2 separate regions of the Danio rerio genome follow, and region 2 is linked to region 1. Evidence: chromatin contacts called from public HiCAR-type data. All regions are on one chromosome and are shown on one strand. The core of a region is the stretch at or near the end of the contact, and the rest is flanking DNA. Distances in the headings are between cores, read along the strand shown. Region 1 overlaps LOC141380307 (a long non-coding RNA gene). Region 2 has its middle 39 kb from the start of midn.

Region 1 (6,508 bases), core at 2,172-4,671:
AGGAATGTTCTGAAATGCACATATCTCGCGGCCTTCGAGAACATATATTGTTCGCCATGAACTCTCCTTCCATGAAGTGAGTGCACCGATGCTGTTTTCCATCTGCAGACAAAAGCCTGTGTGTGTGTGTGTGTGTGTGTGCTGTGAAGGCATGCAGCATGACCTGAGGGTCCGTTTCGGCGCATGACAAAACAAGCTTGAGTTCTGCATGAGGCACAGAACGGGGATCCAGGATTTGTTCCATGACTTCAAACTCTCTTTCCCCCCAATTTTTCTTTTTCCTTCCTCTCTGCAGCCGTTTTTATTTTCGTGATATAACATCATTCTCTTCCAGCATTTTTACATGATATCCCTGTTCACCCCTCTTTCGCCATTCCTTCATGAGTGGGTGGAAGGTTGAATGTGTTGGTCCAAAGGGGGCATATGAAGGTATGACTGCACTTGGCTTAGGGATTTAAGGAGGAGGGCAGCTGTTCGCTCTCTTGGTCTTTCCTGGAATGAGGTCTACCGTGCGAGGTATCAGAGGTGACGTGAAGGCCCTGCTGTAGGAAAAGAGCATAAACCTGCTTTAGACAGCTGTCGTTCGCCGGATCAGCTACTCAAGAGGCTGTCGTCTATTTGTTGGGCGCTAGATGTGAGCTGATCAATGGGAGACCCCTGCTGGTGTGTTTATGCCACTGCAGTGGCTTTGAAGAACTTAAGTGATCCAATGTACAATGTAGAGTGTGTTGTTGGATGGATGATATATATTTCAGTGCCTTTATTTATCAGGGGTCACCACAGTGGAATGAACCGCTAAATTATCCAGCATATGTTTTTACGCAGCACATGCCCTTCCAGCTACAATCCATCTGTGGGAAACACCCATACACTCTTACATTCACACACATACACTACTGCCAATTTAGCTTACCCAATTCACCTGTACCGCATGTCTTTGGACTGGTGGGGAAATCAGCGCACCCGGAGGAATCCCACACGTACACGAGGAGAACATGCAAACTCCACTCAGACATGCCAACTGACCCAGGTGGGCCTTGAACCAGCAACCTTTTTGCAGTGAGGCAATCGTGCTACCCACTGTTCCACCGTGACGCCAGATGTTATATATGTTTTATTAGATGAAATTCCGTTTTGGTGTCTGCAGCTTTAAATGTTCCAGTTCTATAAAGCATGCTGGATTCTGATTGGCTATGAATGTAGCAATAATATTGTGTCTGTATCATGGAAGTTGTGTGCATTCTATTCTTTTCAGTTTTGAATAGTTTTATTATTATTATTATTATTATTATTATTATTATTAAAATGTACTTTTATTTTTTGTATCTAATATGTGATAAAACATTTTATTGCTTAATATTGATAACATTTTTTGTCTTTTAGCATTTATTTTGGCATTTATAAATGGCTATTTTTTTCGAGATTTAAGATAAGTTGTTTGCAAAAAAAAACTGGAAATATTATTGCATTTATTATGTTATAATGTATTTTATTACATTATTCATTCATTCATTCATTTTCTTTTCGACTTAGTTCCTTTAATAATCAGGGGTCAACACAGTGGAATGAACCGGCAACTTATCCAGCTACGTTTTATGCAACAGATGCCCTTCCAGCTGCAACTCATCACTGGATATTATATTATATTATAATATATTATATTATATTATATTATATTAAACATTTATAATATATAAAAAAATTGCTAAAATTTAGAAAGTACATATTTAATGATGTTTTGGGTCATATTTTACTTTGAATTGTGTTTTAATACAGTTGTTGTTTTGATGTTTGACTTCAGCAACAACATATATTGGATAAAGCATCTCATAATTTTGATTATATTTGATAATATGCCTTTTATTTTTTGGTTTACTATTTAAGTACAAGCATGTGTAATAAAAATACAAACTATGTATCTAATTTCATGGACACCTACAGATGCCTATTTTACAAGAAACATGTTTTGTGAACACACAATGTTTTGTGAACGCATGTTTGGCGCAAACATGCATTCACAATGGTATGGACGTTTACAGGGGTGGTCAAATGTATTTTCAAGTTTTCTATTCCTGATTGGGTAGCTTTACTTTTAAAGCGGTAGATTTAAGATAAAAACACAACATTTCAGTGAATTTAAGACATTTTAAGACTCTTTTAAGACCATTTTGGATAAAATTTTGCACTTATACAAGACTGAACACTAAGGATTTTTTCTAATGACCAGGTTACTTCTGTAAATAGTTTTTGTATTAATAGAAGATCATGTGTTGCTTTAGTTTTGCTGGAGAATTTGCTGTAAAAATGTCTAAATGTTGTTGTGAATTGTATCAAAAAACGTAATTGTAAAAAAAAAAATGTAAATAGTAAAAAAAAAAAATTTTGAGATGGATAATTGGTGATAGGGTGTCCGCCTGATTGGGTAGCTTTATTTTTAAAACAGTTGATTTAAGACAACAATACAATATTCAGTAAATTTTAGACTTGAAAGACCATTTTAAGACCATTATGAATGAAATTTTAGATTTATACGGGGCTAAACACTAAGGTTTTTTTTCTAATGGCCAGGTTACTTCTGTAAATAGTTTTTGTATTAATAAAAGATCATGTGGGATGTGTTGCTTTGGTTTTGCTGGAGAAAAATGTCTTATCGTTGTTGTAATATGTTTTTGCAATAAAATATAAAATATTGAGAAAAAAAGGTTTTGAGATGGATAATTGGTGATTGAGTGTCAGCTTGATCCTAGCTTTACTTTTTTCTTAAAGCAGTAGATTTGAGACAACAACACTATTTCAGTGAATTTAAGACTTTTTAAGACCCTGCAGACACCCTGCTACAAAAAGTTAAATCAAGCACAAATATGATTAGTTGCTTTTTTTGTAATCTGCGGCCCATTTCTGGGTCATGACCCACCAGTTTAGAAACTGCTGACTTACCGATTTCCTCAAAAGAGTTACACAATCTAGCGAGTTCACAGGAAGTCGGTTCATTTTTACCTACGACAATGCACTATCAGGTCAGAAATGCAGCATTGTTATATTACGCAAATAAAACTTCACGCCAGACGTCTGGCACAAGCGCAGGGTGCTGACTCAAGCGCATTATCTTATTGTGCACAGAACAATGGCAACTGAATCAGACGGCGAAATGAATTCTGGATTGTTAGGCAACACAAGAGGGTTTGCAAACAAAGGCGGTGTTGTTGCTCCAAGGTGTCGCCGTACATTTCCCATCAAAGCGTCTCCAATTGATGGCCACTTTGCATCCCTCCATCTATTTGTTTCATCACATGTTTGTTTGCTTTCCTTTCCTCTCCCCCAATCAAACAGGTTTTTTAGAGGCCGAGCTGGTCTGTGGGCTGCTGGTGAGGAGGCGGGACAGGAAGAGGTGGGCGACCAGAGAATTGCATTTCCTTGTGCGTCTCCACTCCCTGCCCTCAGGTTATCGATTCAGCTCCTACTAAAACTGCACACACCCACGTGGGCTGGCGCAATACACACACACGCGCTTGTTTGGCCGCGGACTCACACATGTACAAGAAATACACATGTACGTAATGCACTTGATCCTCCGAGCTCTGCAAATAAAAAGCTTTTTGCGTTTTTGGCTTGTTTTGCCGTTGTTCATTTTACACCATTTTCTCTCCCCCAGCTCACACATTAGAGCCCACACAGATATGATACATGCACACACACACACACACACACTTCTACATGCCTCTTCACTCAGACAGCTCATCCAAAGGGACAGTACATGGAGTGAAATATTGTGAGTCACACAGCCTAATTATCTAAATCAGAGAAAAGGTGTTGGATCAAACCAGGACAGGGGTCTATTTATAATTTCGTAGTCGGTTATTTTTCTCTCCGATTGTCTTGTGTGTTTTTGAACATTTGCACAGTGATGTCTTTGTTCGTGTTGTTTGACAGAGATAGTCAGTAAGTCGAGTGGTATGCGGTAAATGTTGTGTAACTGTTTGAAGTGACAAAGAGGTAATTGCACATGTTTGTGTTTATCTGGATGATGATGGAGGTGTGTGAGTCTCATACACACAAAAAAACAGGTCATGGTGATAAATCACGACAAAATTATATGGTTTGCATTGTGACATTTTACAACATATACGCTCATTCTCCTACAAAATTCTCATTAATACGATGAGTGATTTTTTTTTCTTTTAATATTAATGAATAGTATTATGAGGCTGCACGATGGCTCAGTGATTACCAATGTCACCTCACGGCAGGAAGGTCACTGGTTTGAGTCCCGGCTGGGCCAGTTAGCATTTCTGCAACCCAGGCTCATTCTGAAAACGTACCTCTATATGCATTTCTAGAGAGTGCTAAATATGTCCCAGGAGCTACGTCTTTTTCAGTTTTTGTTTTCACGAATCCACCAGAGGCCACTATGTATGCTTTTTGTGATCTCAAATTTTTCTCACGAGTACCGTTCGCCAAGCTGTTCTCACGTAAACCCACCAGGGGCGGCTGTCAACTGACTGTTTGACTGACTGAATGACTGAGTGACTAACTGACCGACTGGCCCACCCTTCTCCTTCCCTAAACCCAACCAATAGTATTGATTGACCTGGCCACCCACTTCCCTAAACCCAACCAAAAATTTTCAAAAGCAATACAGAAAAAGAAAAGCCCTCATCTGATTTTTTACCTATTACACATTCTCACCCTGTTATTTACTTGTTTATTTTGTTTTTTTGGATTTAGATTTTGTCTTACCCGCTTTCTCTAACTGTTCTTTAATGGACTGGAACCCCGTCATCATGGTCAACTCCTCTCTGCGCCTCAAGTCCGCTGACATACATGGCGAGCTAACTTGACAAACTGGTATAACCGGAAAAGCCGTCCATGCGGAGGTAAGCAGTCAGCTGGTAAGCGTATAAAAGGAACGACATCATACCGCCCCGTAGCGTTCATTTTAAAAATGAAATGTAGCCATATGTAGCTCTGGCTACATAATTTATGATCTCCAGAAACGTATATAGGGCTCCGTATTCAGAATGAGCCTATGTTGCATTTCTATGTGAAGTTCTCCCCGTGTTTGTATGGGTTTTCTTTGGGTGCTCCGGCTTCCCCTACAGTCCAAAGACATGCATTATAAATGAATTAAATAAACTAAATTGGCCGTGGTTTATAAGTAAGAGTGTGTATGGGTGTTTTCCAGTACTGGGTTGTGGCTGGAAGGGTATACGCTGCGTAAAACATATTCCAGAATAGTTGGTGATTCATTGCACTGTGGAGACAGGATGAAAATGAATAAATTAATGAAATACTAACATAATTTATGTAATCATACATTATCGATATTTAAGTTACGCTAATGACAGATTTTTTAAGTCCTTGAAATTTATGTTTTGTTTTGATTTGTTTTATGTCGATTATGGTGATTTTTCCTTTCCTTATGATAATTACATTGATATTAGCAAGTATTAACATGGTTCATTTAGACTTTACAATTCAAGTATGTCATTATATAATTAATGGTTATGAAAATAATAATTCTTCACTTTGCCTTATGGTAATGACATTGAAATTATCAAATATTAAAATTATTTGTTAAAAAAATTACACTATAGGTCATGTTTTACCTTATTAGTTTATATTAATATTTTTATGTCTATTATGATAATGATAATGAGTCTTTCTCTCGTGCATTGTTCGTTAATTACTTTGACATTAACAAATAATAAAATTATTAATAAATAATTGCAAATAATAATTCATCACCTAAATTATCATGTTTATTTTGCTAATAAGAAAATATTTTTTTATTTCCATTATGGTAATGATACATGAAAGTTGAATATAGTACAGATATTTTTATTTGCATTGGGATGGTCATATTTGTGAACAGTTTGGAGTTTAATTTCTGTGTGCAAAGATTCCGTGTGGACCAAGTTATCCTGTATATTCTCATGAGTATATTGTATCTAAATCAGTGTTTCTCAACCACATTACTGAAGGACATTTTCCATGCCTCCTTAACCAAACACACCTGATTCAGATCATTAGCACATTAGCAGGGACTGAAAGACCTGTAACGTGTGCAACAAAGCTGGAGATATCCAAAATATGCAGTGTTGGTGGTCATCCAGGAACGTAGTTGAGAAACACTGATCTAGATTATACTTATAGACTCTCTACTGTCTTTTCTGAACCACAAACCAAAAACATAGATAATTTGCATGAAGGTAATGACAGTTAGATTAAAATATACAATTATGATTAATAAGTAAATTGTTCATAAAAATTAATTCATTTTATTGATGTTATGGAAATTAGTAGTTTGTGAAGTGTTAATGAGAATAGAATGATTCATGAGTAAAATTTTGTATAATTTGTAATTTGCATTATTATTTATGTGTGAGGATATAATGTGATCTAATATATATAATATAAGATATGAGCAGTTCCAGCATTATGGATGTGACATTTGCAGTAAAAACTCGAAACATGAATTCACATAGAAAGTATATGTTAACATTATATT
Region 2 (6,508 bases), core at 2,129-4,628, 150 kb before region 1:
AAGTTAGATAGTTGTTTCTGGTTTTTGTTAGTCCTGATTGATGTTGTTTTCAGATATAATAAATCTGTTAATAAAGAATTTGCAGTGGTGCTCATTCATTTTTGGTGAGTGCTTCTAAAAGTTTTGAAGTTGAGAGCAAATAAAAAAAAAAAAAAGTTAATTTCAAGCCCTGCTTTAGACAAATACTATTTTTTATTTATTTATTACTTGTTCTGTCATTTGTTTACAGTGTAAAAATTATGTATGTTTAAATGTCAAAAAGTTTACTTAGTTGAAGTCAGAATTATTAGCCCCCCTAAATTATTAGACCACTTGTTTATTTTTTTTCTGTTTAACGGAGAGAAGATTTTCTTCAACACATTTCTAAACATAATAATTTTAGTAACTCATTTCTAATGACTGATTTATTTTATCTTTACCACGATGACTGTAAATAATATTTTACTAGATATTCTTCAAGACACTTCTATGCAGCTTAAAGTTACATTTAAAGGCTTAACTAGGTTAATTAAGTTAACTAGGCTGGTAAGGCGAATTAGGTAAGTTATTGTATAACAGTGATTTGTTCTGTAGATTATCAAGAAAAAAATATAGCTTAAAGGGGCTAATAATTTTGTCCCTAAAATGGTTCATAAAAAATTCAAAACTGCTGTTATTCTAGCCGAAATAAAACAAATAAGACTTTTTCCAGTAGAAAAAATGTTATCAGACATACTGTGAAAATGTCCTTGCTCTGTTAAACATCATATTTAAAAAAGAAGAAAAAAAATCGAAGGGGGCAAATCATTCTGACTTCAACTGTATTTTTAAGCACAAAGAGAGAAATGGACTATTGCTTGTTTTTAATATTATTTTGTGATGTATTTATTGGTTACTGAGCAGCAATAAATAGCACTTTAAAATATTGTCATGTGAATTTCTAATCTAGTAGTGTTTTGAAATTAATGAATGTATAATAATCGTGATAACCGTGAAACCGTGATTATTTCTCAGACTAAAATCGTGCAACCAAAATCTATAATCGTTGCATCCCTACTTGGTTTTTAACGTAACTTATTCTTTCATAAGTTCTTTACAAGCCCTGTCACATATACTAATGTGCCCAAACAGGATGTTAATATCACCAACCATTCCCATTTTATTAAGGTGTATCCACATAAATGGCCCACCTTGTAGAAAACCTGTAATATTTTTAAAATGCACATTTGCATGTTTATACCAGTAGAATGAAGGCAATCTTAAGCTTATGTAATGTATTTTTTTACAAGGTGCACTGGTTTCCCATTTGAAAAGGCAGTGGGGGAATCCCTGCAAAACACAAGCGCAGCAGCAAAATTAAAAAAGTCTTTTTATAGTTTAACTGGAAACTGAAAAATTAGAATCCAAAAATGCATTATGTTAACCCCAAGCCTTAAAAATGTACATTTTTGTATTTAGGGCTTTATGAAGTGTGCAGGGTTTAAAATGGAAACAGCATTGTGAACAAAATGTGAATTTGCTGTACACCACCTGACAAAAGTCTTGTCGTCTATCTCAGTTGTAAGTGCTACAAATAATAACTTGACTTCTAGTTGATCATTTGGAGAAGTGGCAGAGGGTAGATTTGTCTGATGAATCATTTGTTGAACTGCATCCCAATCATCACAAAAACTGCAGAAGACCTATTGAAACCCGCGTGGACCCAATATTCTCACAGAAATCAGTTTGGTGAAGGAAAAATCATGGTTTGGGGTTACATTCAGTCTGGGGCTGCGCAAAAGATCTGGAGATGGATGGGCAACATCAACATGAGGTATCAAGACATTTGTGCTGCCCATTATATTACAAACCACAGGAGAGGGCCACTCCTTCTCATACTTCAGCCTCCACATCAAAGTTCCTAAAAGCAAAAAAGGTCAAGGTGCGCCAGGATTGGCCAGCCCAGTCACACAACATAAACATTATTGAGCATGTTCGGGGGTAAGATGCAATGGTTTAATGGTTTAGAATGGTTTAAAATGTGCAGGTGAGTAGCTTGGCCTTTTGATCTAATAAGAAAAATTGCAGACTACAATGGAAAGAAGTTTTCATAATAAATTCCAGCTTGTGCATCAAAATTGTTGTGTTTATTTGTTTTTATAGATCATGTGATGATATAAAAAAATGGGTGTGATGGGACGGATGTGATTGTGTATTAGATTTTTCCAATTTTGTGCTTACATCAAATTAGTGCTGCACGATATTAGAAAAATCTGATAATGCAATATTATATTTTTCAGCGATAGGCTATGAATACAGTTTCAGATTGCTTAAATAGCTCTATTTGACTTTTTAACAGTATGCAAGTGCAAAAAATGTAATCATCATAATGCAAAAATAAATAAATAAATAAACGCTTTTCTTACTACTTGGTTTTTTTTTCTAGTCCAAATATCAAAAAAATCCTAACCAAGTACAAATATTTAGTTTTCACCGTCTGAACAAATATGAGAAAATGAAGTGTTTTTGCTTTTTTTAAGGAAATTATCTGTCAGTGGGGCTCATGAAATAATCTTGTTTTTGCTCGAAATGTAGATATTTGGACTAGAAACAAAACAAAAATTCTATGTAAGAATAGTTTTTTTTTTTTTTTTTTTTTTTTTTGCATAAATCTAATAAATTCCAGATAAATACAGTGATTAAATACAACTCTGTAGCTCCTGCTCAACTATAATTCAGATTGGACATTGCCTATCTTTGTGATGTGACTATTGCGAATGAGCACATCCCACAAATATGCATCTTTGCATGGAAACACACTGTAAAATATTGTACATTATTTCCTTATTACTTTTTTACCACACTTATACTTATCTTAATAATCATGTGATAATAAGACAATTGTATGCCAAGGTATTTTTGAATTAAAAAATAAATTAAAATAACATACTCCTCACATAACATATATGTGAATAAACAAAGAGAAGCAAAAATGCACAATTTCACTAATCAGCCACCCAGAAGAACCTGGCAACTGCTCAGAACACCTTAGCAACCGTATAACAAAGCTCTGGCAACCACCCACGGCATGCTAGCATTGTGGCGGTAGCTTTTGCACATTCAAAACCACTCCAAAAAAATATAGCATTCATTACAACGCATGCCAAGGAACAGCATGGATGCTTTATCTGACTTCCAGATTCCACTAAGCCAAGATTCTTTGACTTAATGCACCAAAGTCCTTTTATGGTACTGTAAACACAGCGCTTTAAATCCAGCTGAGGCCTCAAAAAAAAAAAAAAAAAAAAGAAGAAGAAGAGAGAAACAGAGAGAAAAGAAATGAATGAACACAGGAAACCTCACTCTGGCAGGAAGTGGGAACGGCTGCTATGGTAACGAACTGAAAGAAGGAGCCCTGGTGGAGCTCTTGCGAATCGCTGTGTTTTGACGTCATTTCGCGCACAGAGAGAGCGAGTGAGAACAGCTGCCGAAGACATAAAATAAACAAAGGAGGGGATGAACTTTAGAGCGCTCACTCAGAAATGCTACATGACAGCCACGGCTTGATGTTTGTCTTCTCAGAAAGACTTTTTTTTTTTGTAGTCGCAGGATGAGTTTTTAAATATAAGGGTGTTTTTCTCTCTGGCATAACCTCCTTCGTAACTTAAAAAGCAGATGGTGCTTTTTTTACGACTGTTTGACAGCATTCTTTGATTAATGTTCTGACTGACATTTCAGAGTCATTTCAGTTCACTTCCATTTGGCAAAACTGTGTTTGTCTGACCAAAGTATATGGTAAATTCATGTAGCAAATGGCACATGTAGAATAATTTATTCTAATTTAATATGTATTTTGTTAAAACATTAATGTTAAAGTGTGTTTAAATGGCCAGAAAAGGTGAACATATTTTGAAAATGTGTGTTGGAAATATATGGAGCTAAAACTGTTGATGCAAGTACATTTTAAAATCCATATTAGCTTTTAAAATGTATTCATTTTCTTTTATCTATATATCTCAGTCTATCAGTATTGTCTTGCATCGTAAATCTATTTTGGCATAAAGAAACCAATATATATATGGTTCAGATTTTTACTTGACCTGCCACATTTTTCACTGGCCCCACCAATAAAAGAGAAGTAATAGCAATTTGTTAGCCACATATTTTAAATTCCATGTCAAAAACCAAACATAATTGCATAAATACACTTTTTAAAATTTATTTGAATTTAGATTTTATTTATAAAGCGAAAATGTGCACTTTAATTTTGACACTTACAGACATCGTCACCAAATATAAGACCTTCTCATACATAGCCTCATTTCAGTTGTCAGGTTTTGTAATTTTGTAAATGTATCTACTGAATTAATCTATTATTTCGAGGTGACATGTCAGTGCAGAAATGAACAAAACAATAGGCCTAAAACAAAATATTATAAGATTAAAATATGGAAAATTTATTAGATGGTTATTTTGGTAAATTTTCCTAAGAGATTAACAACACTCTGTAATATTTCAGCATGCTTTCACTTTCCAATTCGCCATGAAACGCACATTTACCGGTACAAATGACATTCCCGTTCTCTCTTCAGGGGCATGAGAGAAGGGGGAGTGAGAAAAGGCCACAGAGGACATGAGGGAATCTTGCCACACATTCACGGCAAACTATGGACGAAGTCAGTATTATTCTACTAATAGTGATAGTCAAACATGCAGTCGGTAATTCGATTGTTCACACGACCGGTAGGTGACCATTACGTTATAGTAGAATAAAGGACGGCCTTCCTAAAAGCTGAAAAAGTCGCCCCGTGTAGGTCATACTAGCCTACAATCCGTGCTCGAAACAGAATGAATGAGAGGGGATGTCGCAAACCATAGCCATTTACATGTTTAAGGCTATTACACAACCATACACTGAGATATAGCCTGGTTCGTTTGTTCGTTGGATTGTTTTGCTTTCTCACTACAATCAGTTTGTGTTTGCAGTTTGCAATCAGTTGTTTGCGATCTCGGACCGATTGATTTGGTGCTGATTCGAGTGCGAGGTTTCACATATGCTAAACGAACTGCGCTAGGCAAACAAGATAGGATCCGAAACATATATCTAGGTGTGAAAGCACCCCAAGACTGTATTTGCTCACAATTGACCAACAGTCGCAGCCAAATTAAATTTTCGATTAAACGATTAAATAAAACTATCCTTTCTACTGTCCTGATCGTCTCGCACGCTGGCCCTGGGCTATCGGGCAGTCCTTATTATTGAGCCCTGTATAATGCAAATAAAACTATGAAAGAATATTTTTAAATCCATCTTAAGTGTTTGTATTTATAATTATTTAAATGTTTTAAACCTTATCCATTTTTATTTTATCATTTATGTATTGCCCATAAACTCTACCAAAGAGGTTTATTTAACAAAGCTGCCTAATTACAATGCAATTACCATACCGTAAACCAAAAATGGCAGTAAATGTCGTCTTCAACAGTGATTTTTGTGATGTTTGCTTGTTAATTTTACCACACCGCTGCCATAAAGAGCTCTGTTTGCAGTCTAGATCAATGAGGAGGACCTGAGTGAAACTCGTTTATGTTGACCTTCCGCTGACCTTTATCTCCTCATCTTCTCTTAATAACCACCAGTCTCGATGGACAACACTGCCATCAGCATTCTACTGGAAATTTACGCTCCAGATTCTTGTCTACGAACCTTGATTTAAATGAGTCAGTGGTTTCCTTTCACGCTGCAATCAAAGAAATGTCATCTGGGCAAAGTCTTCTGGGTATTGAAATGAGGTGTGATTTGTTTGTGTTTTAGTGTTTGCCATTGAACTGAACCAAAACAGTGCCATCCTCACCACAGGGCTTGTTTCGGCGAATATAAATGTCTGGATTTCAGCTGATGTGTATGTGTACGCATCACAACCCCCTTCTTGTTATCCACCCCCACCTGCCTAACCCAGTTAGTCCTCTTCTGTGATAATCATACGGACAGCTTGGTTTCCCATACGGCCCGGTCTTAACACCCAGCCACCCACTTGGGCTTACAGAAATACGCTGATGAGGGACTAAGGACAGGTGCTGCATGTGTGTGTGTGTGTGTGTGTGTGTGTGTGTGTGTGTGTGTGTGTGTGTGTGTGCGCGTGCGGATGTGTGTCTATAAAGGTTTTGGGGGTTGAGTGACATACTAAAGCATTTCTGGCTTGATGTGTAAAGAACTAGCAGGCACCACCCACTGGCTAAACAAGGAAAATACTTAGCATCAAGCTTGTCAAGGTGTTTCGCTTCATGTTAAGATAGGTGGGCTTTTGCATATCAAGATTTTAAGATTAGTATGTTAGTGAAGGACATTTTATGTCTGTTTTCTCATGTATAATTAAGAATTTGATGGAATATTTGTCATTGAAACAGCTCAGAATTATTTAAATAAAAAAAATGTATCGTATTCATTGTTTTAAAAAGCTGTAACATTAAAAAAATATGTTGGCCAAATACTGTAGTAAATTATAGTAAACACTAGAGTGTTTTTGAACCATATAATAAAGTGTATTAT

Evidence for each region. HiCAR-type assays count read pairs that join an accessible place to other places.
Region 2: a HiCAR-type map of caudal fin shows a contact between it and region 1, with 6 times the contacts expected there. The contact joins two enhancer-like sites. A contact is called at or near these places in 1 of 18 Hi-C or Micro-C datasets (caudal fin) and 1 of 4 datasets of contacts at active chromatin or transcription factors (caudal fin).

Annotation. Positions count from the first base shown.
Region 1 is chr22:18,256,989-18,263,496 of GRCz12tu, reverse strand. LOC141380307 (a long non-coding RNA gene) reads right to left here. Exons shown (of 2, transcript XR_012398129.1): 2 at 1-542. Among named protein-coding and RNA genes, the nearest start is that of cirbpb, 19 kb to the right of the region's middle. Within about 2 kb of position 3,421, at least 29 of the 62 cell types and tissues checked have an H3K27ac peak or open chromatin away from gene starts, as enhancers often do. A contact at or near this core is called in caudal fin, where this site is marked.
Region 2 is chr22:18,409,126-18,415,633 of GRCz12tu, reverse strand. No RefSeq gene overlaps it. Among named protein-coding and RNA genes, the nearest start is that of midn, 39 kb to the left of the region's middle. Within about 2 kb of position 3,378, at least 40 of the 62 cell types and tissues checked have an H3K27ac peak or open chromatin away from gene starts, as enhancers often do. A contact at or near this core is called in caudal fin, where this site is marked.